Linked DNA regions of Mus musculus: regions 1, 3 and 4 are each linked to region 2. Evidence: chromatin contacts called from public promoter capture Hi-C and targeted proximity ligation data. All regions are on one chromosome and are shown on one strand. The core of a region is the stretch at or near the end of the contact, and the rest is flanking DNA. Distances in the headings are between cores, read along the strand shown.

Region 1 (2,829 bases), core at 2-2,501, 710 kb after region 2:
GATGCCAGCCTTAGAAGCCAGGACTGCTTTCAAGAGAAGCAGCCTTATACGAAAAAGTGCCACCTCGCCCTGTTAAAAACATGCACTTTAGGGGACAGCAGGACTTGCTGCTCTGGCAGAGAACCAGGTATGGTTTCCAGCCACAGGGGATTCAACGCCCTCTTTTGAGACACACATGCAGGTAAAAACACTAATACACATAAAACATGAATGAAATCATTGAAAGACAAATCACAGACTTAGCCAGGTGCTGGTGTATATCTTTATTCTTAGCACTTGGGAGGGAGAGGTAGGCAGAAATTTGTTGAGTCCTGGGCCAACCTAGTCTACATAGGGAGACCGTAAACCAAAAACAAACAAGCAGGACCTTCAAGGGCCAGGGAGATGTCCTATGAGCCAGCACCCACATCAGATGGTTCACAACCACCTTTAACTCCAATTCAAGGGCATCCACCGCCCTCTTCTGGCTTCCGAGGGCACTCACAACACCACCCATGGGGGACATCTTTAAAAAAAAAACAAACCAAACCAGGAAACACAGGTTTTATAGTGTCAGCTGAGACGTCAGGGTGGCTCAAGCCTTCGATCTCAACACTAATCCCAACCCACGGAGCACGGGGCCGGCCCTCTCAATAACAAAGAAAAACTAAGTAAATCGGCGAGATCACGGAAACTACCCAGCACAGGGCAAGCCCTGAGTCCTACGTCTCAGTCCTGTTAGGACGGCGACGCCTCCCCCTCCCAGGCCGATCGGTCATCCCGCCAAGCTCTCTGAGCGAAATCTAAGGTGAGCTGCGTTCCGCCACAGGCTTCAACACCCAAGGCAGGAGAGCCACACAACGACGGCCTCCCGACACATCCCAGGCACGGAGCGACCGACGCGGCGCCCAGCACGAGAGCTGCCCACGGAACTCACCCGCTCGGCGCCACACCAGCACGCTCCGCTTTCCAGGTTGACGGCGACAGTAGCTCGTCCACGACGCGCCTCGACAGCGAGGGACCAAAGAGCAAACAACTGTGACCTGCAGGTGGCCCCGACGGTAACGCCGGTCTGGACGCTCGGCCCCAATCCTCCGTTGTTCCTCCCTCCCGTCTGCCGGTCTGAGGTGACAGACCTGAGGAAACCGCGCCGGGAATTGCGATTCCGGGGCGCTCAGAGGTCCTCCGGATTTCCCGCCCCCTCTTCGTCCGTCCCTTTAACTCTTCCCTCCATCAAGTGAGGCAAGCCTAAGTTCCGAGTGCGGGGCAGGAAAACGCATTCTCCTCGGAGGTCTCGATCCCACAGACCGGAAGGGCCGCTGGAGAAACAAAAGCCATCGAAAGCCGGATGGCTTCTTGAGAGGAACCGGAAAACAGCGACCCCCGTGGGCGCCGCGGCTGGCGATTGCGCGTCAACTCTATGGCTCCGGGTAGCTAGACCTGCCCAGTTTGGGGATTAGTTTTGAAGGTCGCGCATAAAACGACCCGGAAGCGGAAGTCGAGGAACCGTCTCGTAGCTTGAGGTCTGGGCGGGAGCGGCCGAGTGGCGCGAGGAGCCGTTACCAGAGCCGGAGCCTCCGGTGAGCGTGAGAAGCGGAGTGGTGCTCCGGCTGGCGTGCGGTGGCGGCGCGCAGAGGCGGGAGGGAGGGGAATCCATCGCGGAGGCGCGCCTTTGCAGCGGGGCAGCCCGAGTCTGCGGGAGGGGCGATGCGCGGTGTGTCCGGGTGGCGGCGCGTGGAGGGGGCGGGGCGCTCGGAGCGGGGCGGGGCCTCAGGGCGGGGCCTGCGGGACCTGAGAGGCGTGGAAGAGGCCGGCAGCCCGAGTGAGGGCGGCGAGGCTGGCGAGAGCCGCGTGCTGTTCCTACCACGTGTTAGTTCCCAACGGGGTCAGTGTCTGTGTAGCCAGGGTCGCGGGCTGTGAGGGCTTCAGGGCGGACCTTGACTACTGAGTCTGGGAGTCGCTCTGTTGCCTTAGGTGCGCCACCAGCTAGTGCAAGCTGATATATCCAATATACCCAAAACCAGGACCCACGGAAAGTGGAAATTTCCGAATAGCCGGGGATGGGTTGGGGGGACTCAAGGGAGCAGCCACAGTAGCTGTGGTAGGATATTGCCCTTGGGACTTGTGGTCTTCAGCCCTAACCTACTTTTCTTTTTTTTTTTTTTTTTTTTTTGGCGGGGGGGATTCCCAGGTTAAGCCTGATCACGATGACAACCTCCCAAAAGCACCGAGACTTCGTGGCAGAGCCCATGGGGGAAAAGCCAGTGGGGAGCCTGGCCGGGATTGGTGACGTCCTGAGCAAGAGGCTGGAGGAAAGGGGCTTTGACAAGGTGTGGGGGGGCTGCAAATGCCAGGGAGGGGTAGGAGCGAAGGTTGGCAACAGGTGGTACCACGCAGATTGGGAGTGAGGCCCACACATGTTTGGGGGGTACCTGGGGAGGCATGGTGCCTCCTTCATTTTTGTGTTTTGTTGAGACAGGGCTTCTCAGTGCTAGGATTAAAGGTGTGGCTCACTGTCCCCTGCCCTTTTGTGTGTTTTAAATATCACGAAAATGAAACTAGGCATAGTGGATTGTGCTTATGACCCTAACACTTGGGAAGTTGAGCTAAGAGGATTCCCGTGGGATTTAATGCCAGCCCTGACAACAAAGGAACAAACCCTGTCTTTCTTTTTTTTTTTTTTTCGAGACAGGGTTTCTCTGTGTAGCCCTGGCTGTCCTGGAACTCACTCTGTAGACCAGGCTGGCCTCGAACTCAGAAATCCGCCTGTCTCTGCCTCCCAAGTGCTGGGATTAAAGTCGTGCGCCACCACTGCCTGGCAACAAACCCTGTCTTAATCAAAATAAAAAT
Region 2 (3,245 bases), core at 733-3,232:
CATTTATTTTAGTGTGGGTGAAGTGAAGAGTGTGTGCATTGCCACAATGCATATATGATGGTCAGAGGACAACTTTCAGGAATCCACTCTTGACTGCTAAGCCGTCTCTCCAGCCCTTTTGTTTATTCAGCTTTTGGGAGAGTTTTTACATAGCCCAGGCTGCTTCAAACTTACAAGGATGACCGTGACCTTCTCCTGATCACTTGCCTGGCCCACAATGTTCTAGGCAGGTGCACATCAGTACACCTGGGTTTTATTTTCATTTTGATTTTTTTTCCTGTATGGATGAGTATTTTGCCTGCATGCACATGTATTCCTGCTCCCCATGGAGACCAAAAAGATACTGGATCCCCCCCCCCCCCAGGGTGTTACAGACAGTTGTGAGCTTGGGGATTGAACCTGGGTCATCAGGAAGAGCAGCAAGTGAAACCATCTCTCCAGCTCAAATTCACTTTCTTAAAGCTTCGTGGGCTGAGATCCTCAGATGTACAGTTTCTAAATAGCCCCCTGGATAAGAAGGCAAGAAAATGTTTTGGTCCAAGACAAGTGAATACATGATCCCTTTAGTCTGTGACAAGAGCAACCATGCATGTCAGGCTGAGAAGCAGGCTGTGGACATGGTAGCACAGACTTTTAGTCCCAGCACTCAGGAAGCAGAGGTGGCTGGATCTCTGAGTTTGAGGCCAGCCTGGTCTACAATAATGAGTTTCAGGTCAGCCAAAGTTAGAGTGAGATGATGCCTCAAAGAGGAAGAAAGAGAGAGAAAAGAAAGGAAGGGTTTGAGCTGGCACAGGGTGAACTGCTCTTGCACTTTGGTTTCCAGCATCATGACGGGTAGCTCACACATGAGCTGTAACTACAGCTCTGAGTTATCCCCTGGTCTCTGCACACATAAATACACATATAATACTGGGGGCCGGACAGATGGCGATTTAATACCATTCAGAACTGTTTTTAGCTAGGCAGTGGAGCTGGTGACAGTGTTATCACATGCCTTTAGTCTCAACACTTGGGAGGCAGACAGGTTCTACACTAGGACCAGTTCCAGGACAGTCAGGGCTAAGCAGAGAAACCGTCTTGAAAAAAATAAAAATAAAAAGTATACCATTTAGATTTTTTTTTAACTCCTAATTTTCAGATAAAAACAGTGTTTGGTCTGCTGAAACTCCTGGCAGCCCAGCACCCTATCAGCCCATCCTCGGTAACGTTTACAGTACATCATTAGTAAAGTCTCATTTTCTTCTATTTAACTCCACATATAATCTGACCTCATCCCCTCTTAAGAGCTTCGTCTTTTTTTTTTTTTTTTTTTTTTTTTTTTTTGAGACAGGGTTTCTCTGTGTAGCCCTGGCTGTCCTGGAACTCATGGAACTCACTCTGTAGACCAGGCTGGCTGGCCTCGAACTCAGAAATTCACCTGCCTCTGCCTCCCAAGTGCTGGGATTAAAGGTGTGCGCCACTACGCCCTGCTGAGAGCTTCGTTTTATGCCTACATCTTTAAAACTTCCGAATTATCCTCAATCCCAACTGCTCACGTATCACATTTCACTAACTTCTTAAGATTAACATCTTAAATTCTCTAAGTAGAATAAAGTTTCTCATATTGAATGACTCCTTGGAGACAGAACCTTGGGAAACACTGCGTTAAAGCCATATTGCAGGCTACTAAATGGACGTTTGAACCTTGCAGACCCCCCCTGTGACGCATATTCGATCTTCTGCAAGTCTCTTTCCTGTGCGGATGCAGGATTGGGACGCCACGATTCACCCAAGTAGCACAGCAAAATCACAGAAACTCAACGATCCAGAAGTTCAGTGAAACCTCTGTGCTCCAGAAGGACAAGCGCAAGACGGAACTTTAGTCTCACATATCCTACAGCTGCAGAGGAACGTTTCACCTGAAGGACCGCCTGGTTGTAGCAAGTTTCTGGTCCCCGGAAGTGCATCTGTTCCCTCCCCTGCCTCACCCCTTTGAGTTGAGGTTGGAGCTATGGCGGCTGCGGCAGCTGTGGGGCCTGGCCTAGGGTCCGGGCCTGGAGACTCCCCAGAAGGTCCCGAGGCGGACGCTCCGGAGCGTCGGCGGAAGGCTCACGGGATGCTGAAGCTTTACTACGGCCTCTCGGAGGGGGAGGTGGCGGGGCATCCCGCAGGGCCTGACCCTCTGGACCCAACCGATCTCAATGGGGCGCACTTCGACCCGGAAGTTTATCTTGACAAGGTGTGTGTGTGAAATGGGGCGGGTCCAGACCCCAAATATCTTGGACCCTAGATCTTACTCCCGATTTGGTTGCTGTGGTGACGGCAGCGGGGTTTATAAGAGGACAGCCCTTACTAGGCAATAGAGGCAGATCTGGAGGCCAAGGGAGCCTGGGCCTGACTTGAGGTCACACTGGGTCTGAGGTCTCGGTGCTGGCTCGTGGTAGTGGGTGTGACCATGCTCTTGACAGGCGCTAGGCAGGGCCTAGGTTGACTTTAAACTAAGCCAGAAGACCATGAACGCTGACAAATCCCAAATTGGGTCTAACCTGTGAAGTGTGCTACTTAAAGTGTGCCACTTATGGAATTCCTGATAAGGGTGGGATTGGAGTTGTCTTGCACTGAAATCCAACTAACGTAAAGCAGGGTAGCAGGACGTGAGTGAGCACTAACGCTGACTGTTCCTACCTGCTTCTCTAGCTGCGTAGAGAATGTCCTCTGGCCCAGCTGATGGACAGTGAGACGGACATGGTACGGCAGATCCGGGCTCTAGACAGCGACATGCAGACCCTGGTCTATGAGAACTACAACAAGTTCATCTCAGCTACAGGTGACCCCACTGGGACACACTCCTCAGTCTTACACCACCCCCACCAGGTCCTCACCCCGTGTTAAGAAAAACAGGGATTAAAGGAAAGAGACCCAGATTACAATTGGGTCCCAACCTTAATCCACTGCTGCTGAAGTGATGACTCCTGTGGGGGTGGGGTTTGTCCAAAGGACCAGCGCTGGGAAGGAAGAATGAAATGCAGTGAGTTTCTCTGCAGCACTTAGGAAGCACCAGCGTTTCAGTAAGCTTTAGCTTTGTTTGTTTATTTATATTGTGCACATGCATATGTGTGGGACACAACATTTGTGTGGGGGTCAGAAGACAACTTTCAGGAGTCTGTATTCTCCTTCCACCATGAGGGTGCCAGGGATTGAAGTCAGGTTATCAGGCTTGGTGACAAACACATTTGCCTGCTACTAAGCCATCTCAAAGTCAATTA
Region 3 (3,203 bases), core at 178-2,677, 630 kb after region 2:
TCGGTGGGGGTGGGGGCTCAGCGTTCTGGGAGAGAAAACTGGGTTCAAGCTCTGTGAGCTAAGGATGTGGGGCCCCTCCAGTCCAGGAAGCACCTCACATGCTTAGGCAAGTCTGGACAGCTATGTCCCCAGCCCAATACTGGGGGACCCAGCATCTCAGTGACCCCCGTTCTGGGCTAGAAGCACTGCCAGGGGCATCTCTCGCTCCCAGGTCGTCGGTCCTTAGGGGCCGTTTGGGGCCAGGAAGGGAGGGGCACCCAGGGTGACTCAGCCTCAGTGACTCGGCCCGCTGTGACTCGGCGAAACGGACGCAGCTCCTTCCCTCCCCTGGCGACACGTGCTCGCGGCCCCTCGACAGGAAATGGACACCTGCAACCTCTCAAGTGCCCCTATCCAGCAGTGAGAGACGTCGGGTGCCGAGAATGTGGAGCGCGAGTGTGGCCGGGCAGGTGACCCCGCGCACATCCCAACACTTCGTGGTCTCCAGGAACCCCTCGGAACCACTGCCTGGGGCCCATGGGCTCTATACTGCGCACAAAGAGATGAGGACTTGACCGGATAAAGGGACACGGACAACCAGAGCAACACACGGACAGCCTCGGACAGGCTGCTAAGAATTCTCTGTCCCGGCTGAGTTCTGATGGACCCCGTCTCTATGTGCCCAGACCCCAGGTCCCAGTTATTAACTGGAGATGGAGAACACCTCTGATCCTGTCCAGGCAGGGATGGGGCAGGTATTTAGAGGGACAGCGTATTAGGGGCAGATAGGAGGAAATGTAAGACCGTAACGGAGACGGAGGGGCAGAAAGACAGTCAGCTAGGGAGATACGGGCGAGCGAGAAGGGGAATTCGCAGATATTCGCGCTTCCCGCTGCGCTCGTCCCCTTGGCCACCGGGTACATAGGTTCCCCGACCACACAGAACGTGCAGGATCCTCGGTCGCGACCACCAGAGTCAGATGCTGCTCGGGGCCCCAGTCCAAATCCCGGAGCAAACTAGACTAATCCCAGCATCCCTGATGCTGTCCAAACTCAGGTCCCCCCCCCCCCGACGATTCGGCCAGTCTCACCTGCTGCTGGGCGGTCTGTGCCTGAGCTTGCGGGGGCTGCGCGGGGCGACCGTACGGGCTGCCAGCCCCGGAGCTCGGTCCCGGTTCCCCGTAGTCTCGGTACATGCCCTGGGCTGGATGTTCGGTAGGGTCCGCGTTGGCGGCTGCGGTTCTGACTCACTCGCGCCTCTCGGAGTCTGGTCTTTTTTATGAATGAAAAGTTCTTGGGCTGAACCACTTGCACCACGGGGGGTGGGGGCGTGTCTCAGCGGCGCCTTTCACCTCGCAGGGGACCCACCTCTCCAGATGAACCTCTGTGGACCGGTCCGCTCGGAACTTCACGACCCTCTGCTCGGGTGGCAAGCCGCCTCTACAGACAGAAAGCGACCGACTTGGCGTCCCCTAGCATCCGCGGCGGCCACGCCCCCCTCTGACGCAGCTGCCCATACATGGTGCAATTTCCTTGCCGCGCCCAGGTGCACCGAGGATTCCCCCTGACGCACCTTGCCGAAGTTGGGGCTTGCAACTGCGCCCCGCCCCGTTCAGACTAGCCAAGGTTCCCAACACAGGGCGAAACAAAATCCTGTGGCCGCCTGGCCTCGCGCCAAGACTTAGAAAGAAGAACGGGGAGAGTGTCTGAAAGCTGGGAAGTGAATTATAAATATGGGTTATTATTATCATCATCATTATTTACCTGGAGAGAATCATTCCAACTGTCACCCAAGTCTGCAGTCCTGACTTAAGACCGCTCCTCTCAAGTGGGGTGAGAAGTTTCTTTAGTTGAGTTTGCTTTGCTTGTGGTTTGTGGAGGGAGGTTGGTTGAGACAGGGTCTCAGGTATCTAGTTGAGGCTGCCCTTGAACTCCTGATCCTTCCGTCACCTCTCAAGTGTTGGACTGTGCCACCATCACACCTGGCTTTTGTAGATAGGGTCTCTTGTTGTGCAGGTTGGCCTTGAACTCCTTATGTAGCTTAGAATAACCTGCTTTCACTTCTCAAGTGGAGGGCAGACATTACAAATGTGCCCCTCCACACCCAGTTTCAACTGTTGTCAAGGTTTTTGATAGACTGAAAGGTTATTGACAAACCAGGGTTATGAAATGTTGTTATATTTGAATACTACGTGAAGTGGCATTTAGTGTACCCACAGATAGAAGGCGCTACATGTTTGAGACCGTCTCTGGAGCTATCACAAGCTTTAATCCAGGCCTCTACAGGCAGAGAGCGCCTACAGAAGGACATAGGTGTCCTGAGACACAGTCAGTAAGGCTTCTTGACTGAAGGTCTGACTGGAGGCACTCCTCCAGTACTATGTGTGTCACCAGCCCACTTTGGAAGTATGTGAAAGGCCTTGATACGGGTGAGGTCCTGACCAGGTGTGCTGAGGAGGTAAATGCCATCATAACCCCCACTTCTCAGATGGGAAAAACTGAGGCTGACAGGTATTGAAATGAGTTGCTCAAGGCCACTGAGTAAGTGGCTGAGTCTGGTGACCAAGTCAGGCCATGAGCTTCAAGCCTTTACATTGTACGTACACGAAGAATGGCAGACTGGGAGAGCATGGGTCCCAAAACTCTTTCTCTGATTTCTTCCATCTCAATGGAGACTGAAGAAACTTGTCCTCAGGGAAGCAGAGGCCTGGGCTGTCTTCATTGGGAACAAAGGCTGGGGTTCTGCTGTTTGGACTCAGGCCTGGAGGCCAGTATATCTCATCATAGAACTATACTTTGTGTCCATGTGACCCGGGGAGGTCTCCTTCCTGAGTCTGGGGTGGGCCTCACTGTTGACCTCACAGGGCTACTATGGGACCAAAGGAGACCACGGATGTGACAGAGCTTTGCTGTTGAAGCATCCTCAAAAGATCACCAGCCTAGAGCCCCTCTAGGGCTCTAGGGCTCTTTCCTTAAGCTAGGAAAGAGAAATGCAGGCATGTGTGTTGGGGATTAGGGGAGGAGGGGAGAAGAGTCTTGGTAGTGAATCCATAGAAAGAATACGCCTACATGCACGGTACACTCAGAATGCTCTGGGTTCTGGGTTTGAATTCTGGTTGGGCTGACCATCCACTGTGAATCCAGGATGATTCACCCAACTGTGACCTCCTGTTTCCGCATTTGTGAACTGGGGGCACAGTGACAACTGCATCTGAAAATTGCTAG
Region 4 (2,881 bases), core at 162-2,661, 860 kb before region 2:
GCAGATCTGCCCTGTGGCTCAGGATTGATTATTAGAGCCTGTGACTCCTGTCTATAAACCTGGTGATTCTAGCTCCTTTGAGATCTCAGCCTAGCAGTAAGTCTGCCTTGAAATTCTTTCTTTGGGACTCTCCTGGAGCCAGGTCTACAAGGTCTCCAGAGAGAACAGCAGAGGCTCAGACTTCAGCAGTAAGCTGGACAATCACTTTCGGATGGAAGCAGAATTGCTAACATTTTTAGGGCACTTAATTCTGTGTGCTAGGCTTTAAGCATTTATAAACGCTGACCTCAGCTGGGCAGTGGTGGTTCATGCCCTTAATTCAGCATTTGAGGGGCAGAGAAAGGTGGGTCTCTGTGAATTTGAGGTCAGCCTGAACTAGAGAGCAAGTTTCAGGACAGCTAAGGCTCCAAAAACAAACAAATAACAACGAAAAAAAGAGAAAGAACCAAAGTAAAAACCACTGACTTTGTATGTGTGCACAGGCATTGGTGGTTTGCCTACATGTATGTCTGTGTGAGGGTGTCCCAGACAGTAGTGGGTGCTGGGAACTGAACTCTGGTCTTCTGGAAGAAGAGCCAGTGCTCTTAAAGACGGAGCCATCTCTCCAGCCCCCAAATACTGACTTCCTAAATACTCAAAATCAGCACCCAGAGTTAAGTAATCACCCTTTTACTGTAAGTGGGAACTAGGGAGTTTGGTAACTCACCCTGACCCCCTATCATCTGGGTGGTCACTTAAACATACTGACAATTACCACAAAACCCAGTAATGGTAGGGCACACCTTTAATCCCAGCACTCTGGAGGCAAAGCAGGTGGATCTCTGAATTTGAGACCATCCTAGTCTACAAGACAGCCAGGAGTACACAGAGAAACCCTGTCTCAAAACAAAGCAAAACATCCCAACAACAAAAGTACTGACCACAATAGCATGGGATCTCTGAACGCTACAGGAGAGATTTTGTGGAAATCAGTAAAGAAATGTCTCGAGAAACCAAAAAAAAAAAAAAAAAAAAAAGGATATAAAGAAGAAGAAAGAAGGATAAAGACAGAAGAGGACCCGGCTTTAGCTGTTCAGAAAATGCTAGCACTCTTTCTGCTGGAATTGTCAGGCAGCAGATGGTTGGGGGGGGGGGGTGACCCCAGGGCCTGGAGGATCAGAGATGGGAATGCAGCCTGAGCAAGAGGTGCTCTATCAGTGACTTCCTAGAACTAGGACCCAACCCATTCAGCTGGTTAAATCCAGGTGGCCTCAAAGAGAGCTCCCCGTCTTCCACCCCCACATACCCTCTTCTCCCTGGGGGCCTCTCCCTCACAAGTGCTGAGCCCAAGGCCCAGACTATCCTCATGGGCGGAGAAACGAAGGCTCTTCCCAGTCCAGTAATAGACCTAGAAGATTCCAGGAGATGAGTGTGGCGGCTGTCCTGAGCCCCGGGCCAGCTGATGTCCAGGTTAGGGCAGCGTTGGGGCCCCAATCCCAGCCTGGAAGGTTGGACTTCACGTCGACCCTTCTCTGAGTCTTCTGCCACTCACTGGCCTGGACAAGACAGCATTGGGGAGCCCAGAGGCTGCAGGTGCAGGTAAGGGCTGGGTTCAAGGCGGTTGGTGGCGAGAGCCGGTGGCGAGGGTGCGGCACGTAGGGAGACGCAGCTCTGGTAGGGTTAAGCTCCCAAGGAGGGGGCTTTTGAGGGCGGGAGGAGGGGGGTCCTAGTCAGACGGCCGCCGGCGGCTCGGTCTCTGGGCTGCCGCCGGCACCTCCTTGGCTCAGCCCGCACACCCTCGAGGCGGCGCGGGAGACCTGGCCGCAGCCAAAGCCGCAGCCACAGAGTGGGCAGACAGTAAGTGCGGAGCAGGCGCGGGAATGTGGGCTGGATCTCAGGCCCTGGGAGCTGGGAGAAACCGGCAGGGCGGGACACTTCCCGCGCGTGGATGCCTTCCTCGAGTGGTGTGACCGTGCGTCCCGTCGCCGGTCACGCTCGGAGGCGTCGGCGTAAGGACGCGGGGGAGGTGGTGGGAGCAAGCGGCTGGCGTGCGGTGTCACACGGGTTCCGTGTGTGTATCTGTGTGTGTGTGTACGCGAGCGCGCGCATTCGTGCGCGTGGACCTCTAGGGTAGCTCGGCCCTGCGGGCACGCCCATGGTGGTTAGTTGTGCCAGGGTCTGCCGGAGCGTGGTGCAGTGCTATGCCTGCAGCCTGGGCAGCGCGCGGCTAGAGCTGCAGAATGGAATGTGGCTCAAAGATCTTTGTGGCACATGTAGCAGACTGTGTATATGTATGTGTGTGTGTGCCTGCCATCTCCCGCTGCCCCCTAAGTGACAGCTGTCCCGTGGGCTGCTGTATCCGTGCTGCCCTTCCCACCCTGTGCCTTGCTTCTTCTGGGAACTTTGTGCCCACTTTTCCTTTCCCTGGCTCTGGGCCTTGCCTATACCCTGCAGCCAGATCCGCCTTGGGGTTCCTCGAAAGCCCAGCGGGCGGGTGGGGACCCTGGAAGATCCCCGCCCGGTTGATCCCTGCTAGGCTGGAAGGCAGGAGGGGACAGATGCATCTGAGGAGGCTGCCACAGCCGCACTGAGAGAGCCAAGTATGGACCTGCTATTCCTGTCTCCAGTTCTGCAGGCTCCAGCCTCTTCCTATTTCCCCTGGAACTCCCTAGTCTTCCTTTGGTCTTCTCCAAGGCAGGCACCCTAATGCCTCACAAGTCCCCCATTTTCTCACTCACCCTGCCTGGCTTAGTGTTTTCTTCTTTATCCCACTCTCCTGATGGCTAGGCTCCGGAGGTAAGAGGGAGGCTGGAGGTGGGGGCCTAGGTGTTAGTACCTGGAACCAGAGGCTGTGTGGGGGTTACATCTATGGATAATAAAGCTAGGGGCTCAAAAACTTTGG

Evidence for each region. Promoter capture Hi-C pulls out the DNA fragments that hold promoters and counts their contacts.
Region 1: a contact with region 2 is called in a targeted proximity ligation map of pancreatic cancer cells. A contact is called at or near these places in 5 of 39 promoter capture datasets (hippocampal neurons, liver, neutrophils and 1 more), 2 of 484 Hi-C or Micro-C datasets (CD4 T cells and embryonic stem cells), 3 of 130 datasets of targeted methods (bone marrow-derived macrophages, embryonic stem cells and pancreatic cancer cells) and 2 of 9 other capture datasets (adipose tissue and liver).
Region 3: a contact with region 2 is called in a promoter capture Hi-C map of liver, with 5 times the contacts expected there. A contact is called at or near these places in 5 of 39 promoter capture datasets (hematopoietic stem and progenitor cells, hippocampal neurons, liver and 1 more), 9 of 130 datasets of targeted methods (astrocytes, bone marrow-derived macrophages, embryonic stem cells and 4 more) and 3 of 9 other capture datasets (adipose tissue, liver and macrophages).
Region 4: a contact with region 2 is called in a promoter capture Hi-C map of hippocampal neurons, with 4 times the contacts expected there. A contact is called at or near these places in 3 of 39 promoter capture datasets (the 3T3-L1 cell line, hippocampal neurons and liver) and 2 of 130 datasets of targeted methods (memory CD8 T cells and pancreatic cancer cells).

What each region holds. Positions count from the first base shown.
Region 1 is chr19:5,365,298-5,368,126 of GRCm38.p6, reverse strand. Banf1 (BAF nuclear assembly factor 1) reads left to right here and starts at 1,251. Exons shown (of 3, transcript NM_011793.3): 1 at 1,251-1,559; 2 at 2,171-2,309. The coding sequence starts at 2,187. It overlaps Eif1ad (eukaryotic translation initiation factor 1A domain containing), which reads right to left and starts at 1,314. Exons shown (of 6, transcript NM_027236.2): 1 at 917-1,314; 2 at 1-69.
Region 2 is chr19:6,075,924-6,079,168 of GRCm38.p6, reverse strand. Vps51 (VPS51 GARP complex subunit) reads left to right here and starts at 1,982. Exons shown (of 10, transcript NM_001081041.1): 1 at 1,982-2,218; 2 at 2,677-2,806. The coding sequence starts at 1,991. It also overlaps a transcript of Tmem262 not described here.
Region 3 is chr19:5,445,922-5,449,124 of GRCm38.p6, reverse strand. Fosl1 (fos-like antigen 1) reads right to left here and starts at 1,427. Exons shown (of 4, transcript NM_010235.2): 1 at 1,070-1,427. The coding sequence starts at 1,174.
Region 4 is chr19:6,933,045-6,935,925 of GRCm38.p6, reverse strand. Kcnk4 (potassium channel, subfamily K, member 4) reads left to right here and starts at 1,411. Exons shown (of 7, transcript NM_008431.3): 1 at 1,411-1,578.